Regions from separate parts of the Mus musculus genome. Here region 2 is linked to region 1. A link is a contact called in public HiChIP or PLAC-seq data. All regions are on one chromosome and are shown on one strand. The core of a region is the stretch at or near the end of the contact, and the rest is flanking DNA. Distances in the headings are between cores, read along the strand shown. Region 1 has its middle 38 kb from the start of Gm41454. Region 2 has its middle 250 kb from the start of Gm36903.

What was found. HiChIP or PLAC-seq counts read pairs in DNA pulled down with a chosen protein or histone mark.
Region 2: an H3K27ac HiChIP or PLAC-seq map of stem cell-derived neural progenitor cells shows a contact between it and region 1, with 2.2 times the contacts expected there. The contact joins two enhancer-like sites. A contact is called at or near these places in 1 of 484 Hi-C or Micro-C datasets (brain) and 3 of 115 datasets of contacts at active chromatin or transcription factors (astrocytes, neural progenitor cells and stem cell-derived neural progenitor cells).

The regions. Positions count from the first base shown.
Region 1 is chr16:39,399,883-39,403,918 of GRCm38.p6, forward strand. No RefSeq gene overlaps it. Among named protein-coding and RNA genes, the nearest start is that of Gm41454, 38 kb to the left of the region's middle. Within about 2 kb of position 2,364, at least 32 of the 459 cell types and tissues checked have an H3K27ac peak or open chromatin away from gene starts, as enhancers often do. A contact at or near this core is called in stem cell-derived neural progenitor cells, where this site is marked.
Region 2 is chr16:39,695,929-39,699,964 of GRCm38.p6, forward strand. No RefSeq gene overlaps it. Among named protein-coding and RNA genes, the nearest start is that of Gm36903, 250 kb to the left of the region's middle. Within about 2 kb of position 1,678, at least 8 of the 459 cell types and tissues checked have an H3K27ac peak or open chromatin away from gene starts, as enhancers often do. A contact at or near this core is called in stem cell-derived neural progenitor cells, where this site is marked.

The DNA.
Region 1 (4,036 bases), core at 1,114-3,613:
AAAGATCCCTTTAGGTACATTCCTTGGTTGGTTGTCTAGTCTCTGGGGGAACTGGGTGGTCAGGCTAGCCTATGTTGTTCTTCCAATGGGGTTGCAATCCCCCTTCCACTCCTCCAGTCCTTCTGCCAGCTTCCCTACCAGGTTCCCTGAGTTCAGACTGATGGTTGGCTCCAAACACCTGCCTCTGCATTGGTTAGTTGCTGGCCAGACCTCCCTAGGAACTGCCATACTTGGTCCTTCTCTGCAAGCACCTCTTGACCACAGCAATAGTATTGGGTTTGGTGTTTGCAATAATGATGTATTCCCAGGTGGGCTGTTCCCGATTGGTCCTTCCTTCAGTCTCTGTTCCATTTTTTTGTCCATATTCTTTCTTTGGACAGGAACATTTCTGGGTTAAAAAAAATTGAGATGGGTGGGTGGCTTCATACCTTGACCAGCGGTCTTGCCTATCTACTGGAGGTGGTCTCCATAGGTTCTATCTCCCCCTTCTCTGCACACATTATGGCTAAAGTCAATCCCATTGGGTCCTGGGAGCCTCACTTTTCTCTGGAGTCTGGGACCCTCCTGTGGCTATCCTCAGTTCCTCATCCTCCCTGCTACCTATTTTTATTTGATTTTCTGACCTCTGTACCTCTTTCACCTTTCAAATTATAAGCCAGTTCCAATTAAATATTTTCCCTTATGAGTTTCAGTGGTCATGGTGTCTCTTCTCAAAAATAAAGCCCCAGCAAAGACACCGACCGAGAGTCATCTTGTCCTCCTTACTAATAAGTCCCCTCTTTTACTCTTGAAGCATGGTACTCAACCCCTGACTCAACCCCTCAGGGGAGACTTTGAATAAGCCCAGTAAAACAAGCCTCCTCCCCTTGCTTGATAACTCATAACTTGCCAATGGTACTCAAGAGAACTTCTGGGGGACTAAAGTTATTCATCCTACTTCTCTACTGCTCCTAATAGAGCCTATGGTGCTGACCCCTTTATGTTCCCTGTCATTTCCTTTAAAGCAGCAAGTGATGCATAGAAACATAAAAACCACACATGTGACTAGAGTGACCAGTGATGCTCTAGTCTGCACACATGTTTAGAAAGGTAAGAATGGCTAGCTTCTCAAACCTTTTTTGCTTTTCTTTACTTTCAGACTTTTCCTTCCAGCCTTTTGAAACTGCACTGTACTGATGTGATCTACAGTGTCTCAGGCATGCTCTTTCACTCTGGACTTGCTTGCTCCTGAATGTAACTTTGTACCTACACAACACCCTTTCCCACTACCCCTTCCTCTCCTGCTCCTCCTGGCCTCTCTTGGGCACAAGCATTCTACCTGCAACTTCCATGGGATCATCTTTGTATTTATTATTCCACAGTGAGTGATATCCAGTACTTACCTTTCAACATCTGTCGTCACTTTCTCCCTTTTTTGACATGAAGTGGTAGTATTATGAGGATGAGGCACATTAGCTGTTGTGATGAGGGAGAGAAGTCACCAACCCACAGACGTGTGCAGATCAGAAGATCAGCTGTAATGGAGGTTCATTTTCATCCTGTTGAAGTATCTCTTGAATTCCCCCAACCTTGAGATTCTTGTGTGTTCATATAACAAATTCGTATTATTGTCACGTTCAATCAGGAATCCTATTCCTTGCAGCAAAGTTGCTCCCATCAGATAGAGTCAGCTTTGCATTCGGCAGACATCTTGTGTAGGGAGCTCTGAGGGGTTTCTACTCTCCAGAAGCCAGTCTACCTTTGTTCCTCTAGCACTCATGGAGCCTTTTTGTTTCTTCTTCTGCTTGTTCTTTGTCTGTATCCAATGTTAAAACTGTCAGCTGAGATCTCTGCTGGGATAAGCGCCATTACACCTTTGCCAGACCCTGGCAATGTCTTCCTTGTGTGTCACTGAAACATTATATTTCTCTCCCTGATGAATACTTCATCTCTTGTCAAATATTTCAGACATCCCATATTTTGCCTGTAGTGAGCCTTGTCTGAAGGACTAAGCAGCCTTTATTCTTCTAGAATTAAGGTCTAGGAGAGGACAGGATTTTGAATTTATGAACATTCTTGACTACTGTTGCTACTCCCCTTCCAGAAAAAAAAAATGCCCAAAATGGAGAAATGCACGAAAACGTTTGAAATGACACAAAAAGTTGAGACTGGGTATATACATCCTTCTGTTTATGCATCCTAGGAAGAGCTTTGCTTTTTTTTCCCCTGGAGACAGGGAGGGAATAGCTAATCTAACTATTAGGGTAGGCCAAATAAGGCTGCTTTCTTCTCTGGGGAATAAGACATGGACTGAAGGAAGGACAGCTGTGGATCTGAGATTCTTTCTCAAAGCAGGCAACCCTACCGACTCTGAGTGGGCTCTGTACCCTGGCTTTCAAAGAGTGCAAAAGAACTTCTCAGCTGACCCAGCGAAGAGGCCTGGGGGAGAATGTAAGATGTGGTCAGTGAGTGCTGGCACAAGCCCAGATCCAAGAGGGACAATTTAGTTCAATATGTTTAGAGAATGTTCTTCAAATTATCTTGTTAAAAATCTGTCATTCTCTCTCCTGGGCTGAGAGTTGATAAAGAGTTTAATGAATATGCAGTTTGATAGGCAGACAACCTCTCCTTCGTTTTCTGGATTTGCCCTTCATCAAATGAAGCCTGGACAAAGGACCCTTGTCACCATTCTGTGTCTATTTGGCTAGAGAAGCAATTTGAATTAATGCTCTAGCTGACCCATCAACAGAGGCCAAAGCCAGCCTCTGCAGATGGGAGGGGAGATTGCTGGCCATTAGCATTGCAGTTTCTTGTACACACTGCTGTGCTGCAGGGCTGGCCGTAGGCTACTTTGTTAAGTAAGGAGCTTGTATTTATCAATATATTATGGAGTATCTGCCTAGCATTCTGAGCCAAACTCCTGGTCTGTCACAGAATCTGTTCCTTTCTCTGCATCTGGAGTTCAGAGAGTGGCCATTCTATTTTGCCTGTAGCTCAGGCTCAAACTCTGTGACAGCCTTATACTCTCCTCTTCTATATGATATCCAACCCATCAGAGAATCCCCTGGCTCTGTTTCCAAATTTGTCCTAAATATAGCTACTGCTGATCTAGTCAGGGCAATTCCAACTTCCCTTCGAGTTTTTTTTTTTTTTTTTCTGGATTTCACACTTGATAAGTTTCAAACACTTCTCAAAAGCATAGTTTTTCTTTAAAAACAGAAGTCAACATACAATGTACCTTTGTTAAGTCCTTTGTTTGCCTCCATAACCTACTCGTCTTAATACCCCCCTCCCCCGAGTTACTCACTCTGACTGAGCACTGTGGCTTCCCAGCTTTTCCTAGAACTTTCCAGAAGTACATTGTCAGGTGTGTATTCCCATTACCCAGAATGTTCTTCTAGATACTAGAATATGCTTAAGCTCTCCAGTCTTTTCTCTTGTGTCATCGTCTCATGAAATGTCGAGCTGGCTGGTTTTACATCAATGTGGCACGGCTAAAGTTATCTAATGAGTGAACGCCAGTGAAGGAAACGCCTCCATAAGATTGGCCTGCAGGCAAGTGTGTCTGTGTGGTATTCTCTTGAAGAATGATCGATGTGGGAGGGTCCATACTACAAGGGATGGTGCTACTCTTAGACAGGTGGTCCAGGGTGCTATAAAAAGCCTGCTGACCCAGCCATGAGTAGCAGACCAGTAAGCAGCATTCATCCATGGCCTCTGTATCAGCTACTGCCTCCAGGTTCATGCTTTGAGTTCCTGCCCTGACTTCCATCAGTGATGGAGAATGACTTTATAATTGTAAAATGAAATACATTCCCCAGGATCTTCCTTATTTATTGCTCAGTGTTTGCATCAAGTACTTATCATGGCCTGATATATACTGTAATTATTTATTGTTTGTTTGCTAACCTACTTTATCACTAGAATGTATAGTTGCTCAGGAGGAGAAATTACACAGTGCAGTCACTGAAGTACCAGCATCATCTGTGATAGTGTTTGGTACATTCTCATTTCTTGAGCTTGAATGAAGGAACAAGAAGCCTTTGGGGAAGAGGCA
Region 2 (4,036 bases), core at 428-2,927, 300 kb after region 1:
CTGCCTGGAACTCATTATATAAACCAAGCTGGCCTTGACCTCAGATAGATCCACCTGCTTCTGCCTCTCAGATGTTAGGGTTAACGGTGTGCACTGCATTGTGGGATTTCACTTGAATATTTTTAAACCTCTGATAGCTGAGTCACTTGGCAGCACTGCTGTGGCTGATTCAGTTTGAAAATAGGATTGGATGTCAAGGTGAGCTTTGACAAAGGAGCATGCTCCCCTGAAACATTTCTTTTGATCTTCCTGCCTAGACTCAATTGCTGGAGACAGACATCACAAATAAATAGCACAAAAACAAAAGTCATTTACTAGGCATAAATATAGGCACATTGTTACCTGATGGCACTGGGGAGACTCTTTGCAATACTCTACTGATTCTCATGCTTGTGATTATTTGAGAAAAATAACTATTTGCAAAATATAGTTCAGCCACCCTGACTGCATATCTGCTAAAAATGTCACATGGATTTCCTTATTATGAGTGGTGAGGGTTCCTAGGGGTAACAGTCAACTGTGTCTTCTCTATATTACTTTGAGTGCATTGGCAGTTACAGAGACAAACGTTAGGTGCTCTAGATCAGGCCGTTACAGGTCTCAGCACTTCAGTCACACGATGCTGTGATTAGATCCGAGATCCGATGAAAGGGATCGGCAGAATAGCCTTGCTGGGTTCAAACGCCCTAAATTCCAAAATGTTCCTGCCCATGTAAGGATGACAAGCACTGATAATTTCATAATCCAGAATTTTCTGGCCTCCAATTACATTGACCTTCCTTGTACTTGCCTTTAAAATCCTAAGCCTGAAAGAGCATAGTGTGGCTAGGTGGACCAAGAAGAAATCCTGGCATTGGGTGCCTTTCTTCTCCATGCTAATAACTGCAGGTAGTAGTAGCTCAGGGTAGCTGGAGTGCCTTCTTCCTTTCCCAATAATATCAGGCTCTGGCACACATCTCTTAGGAGATGCTCTCTGAAGCCACAGTTGACCTGCTATTACCAAGAAAACAACAGCTGCAGGAGCTATCAGAGGAGGATGGCTTGAGAAGTTACCTATCTGGCTGTAATTTAGGGAATTCTATTCAGTTTCTGAGAAGGAGCTTTGCACAGAGACATACAAAGAAACTTCTTCTACCTTATGAATGGATGTTTACTAGTGTTTATATTTTGGAATGCATTAAAGATCGAGGAGAGCCTACATCCCAAACTAAACAGGAGCATGCATGAATGTAGACATGTGTATACACACATAGGTACACACACACAGGTATACACACACACACACAGATACACACACATAGGTATACGCACACACACACACACACACACACACACACACACACACACACACACACACAAGGGCCCAACCATCCATTTGAGTTATGATACTCTGAGCAGATTTTAATTTCCTTTTCACAAAATGGAGGCTACTATTTCCCTTTTAGAGTTACAATGGGCAAGAGGCACACATCTCTAGCTCCCGAAGTGCCTCACTCAAATTCCTTTTACAAATAGCAGTGGTTTTCCTACTGACATGAGTTTAAAAGCCTTTCAATTGAAATCGTTGAAGTGACAAGATAAACGGGTACATTCATCTTAAAGCTTGGGAAACACACAGGGGAATGAGTGTCTGTGAGAATCAGGAAGCAGCCATGAAAATCCTTAGATTGAGCTAAATATGCAAATGTGGTGAGTTGACTCAATTTTAATTTACTTACAAGAGAAGCTAAATAGCATAATGGTCAGAGCCAGACACTCATTGTTTCCTTCGTCTTTTAATTACCAGACTTTCTCCTCCTTCCTGTCCCCCTGCACACAATTGATCACTTACTATCTAGTGCTTTTCTTCTTTGTACACTAACTCCTTTTACAAAAAAAAAAAAAAGCTGACAGTGTAATACTATGTCAGTTTTGCATGGATTATTGTGTTCTTACATCAAGAAAATTAGTAAAATTCCAGCAAAGGAAAGGACAGTTCTAAATTATTTAATTATATTAAATATATTATAATCTCCAGCTAATATCTCTATCTATCTATCTCTATCTATCTATCTATCTATCTATCTATCTATCTATCTATCTATCTATCTATCTATCATCTCTCTATTACATTATGTTATGGGCGAAGTCTTGATGAAATCTTATTTTCCTTAGCAAATCAAACTGTTGAGTGATACTAATTGGTGGATTTGGCAGTGAGGAACATTGTTTAGAGAGAGAATGCTTGACTGGCAGGCTTATAGGTTCTGAGTTTAATCCCGGCTACTATAAAGAGGGTATGGGGAGAAAGATTGGCTGAAAGAAGAATAAGTGAACAGGGGTTTGGAATATGCAAATTATTAAAAAATTATTTGGAAGAATGTTGAGAATTGCAAGCTACTTGAAGCCTTCCTATCTCTGAGAGCTCCCAAATAGTATTTCCAGATTTAGCGAATTAAAAAAAAAAGTAGGATGCCCAGTTAAATTTGAATTTCAGATGAAGAAGGAACTGAACAGAATATAATTATACTAATGACTATTTGCTATTATCTTAAATTCAAATTTAACCCAGTGTCCTGTATTGTATTTGAGAACTCTATGTCCCAGGACACTTCCTGTTTCTTTGTGAGCCCTGAAGGTCTCTGGAAGCTTTTGGTCTTTTCTCCATTAACATGCTCTGTCTTACAGAGCTGGAAGGACAGCCCATTAGCAACGCTGGTTTGGTCCAACTTAGGCTCCTCTGCTGTGCAGTATCCTAAGAATTATGATTTCAAAATACCATACTTAAGCTTGCATGCCTCTACGACTTTCCACAGGACATATTGGAATAGGTTTCTCTGAGCTGACTCCTAGATAGTTTTACATTGAGTTTTGTAAAATCATCCTTCATTGACACATTTAGCCTGAGCATTAAACTGGACTCAGATTGCTTCATTCTGCTCTGTTTCTCAGGGAAGTTTTTATCCCAAGTGTAAAGTGTAGGGTTCTCTCTTCTTTAAAAATCTCTTGTCCCTAGTCAGACTCGTAGGCAAATGTGAACCATTTTTTTCCTCTGGCTTATATAATTTACTCATTCTAAGAGAATATTTGAAATAGCACTGTTGCATAATTTTCTGGAGGCAGGAGGGATACAAAGAAAAATCTATTTATCCAGATGGGGAAACAGCAGAGCAAAGAAATAAGTCCATCCACATACATCAGGATGAACTAATGTGCTCCCTGGGGCCACTCATAGGAATTGGATTGAGTATTCCTCACAAGACAATGGGTGACAAGTCACTTATAAAAGCATGGAGACGGGATAATTTAGGGATCATGTGAGGAGTTGCTTACAGGAACATGGTCAAAAGCCACTTAAAGGAGTGATGGGCTACTTTCTGGAGCACTGTTAAGAGATTACTTATAAGAACAGGAATGAGGGACTTCTTACAGGAACACAAGAGATATATGATTCATGGAGCATAGGTGACTCAAAAGCAGCTACATCACCCACATGTCCTACATCAGCATAGTGATGATTCACAAAAGCTGTGTCAGTGTAGAGTGTCCCTCTCCCATTCAGTAAACCTTCTACCTTCTATATACTGTAGCCCTCTGTAAAGAATGGATGTACTTGGTTGGCAAGATCATGAGAGTCTGATGACAGCCATCTTCCTATGTAGGAGGGAAATTCAACAGCCTCATCCCCCTCTATAGAGCCAGTTATTACTGCATTGTGTTTATTTCATCACCCTGGCTGCGGAACCAAGAAATTCTGTGCACAATTACTGTTGCATCCTCATGGTCAATGGTCATGTCCAGAGGCCTGAAGAAAAACTATGCGGCAGTCACAGCCTCTCACAGAAGGGTATTCACTGTGGATATCACATTGAATACAATAAAATTGACCACCCTCATAATTAGTTGGATGAAACCAGAAGAATAATCATGGAACAAATATATTTTTGGCTCATAGTAGTTCATAGCCTCCTATACCCAAAGTTATCTAAAATCAGAAACAATAATATTTGAAACAAGTTAGTTCAAGGGTTATTGCTAAAATGGGGTGAGTTTTTGT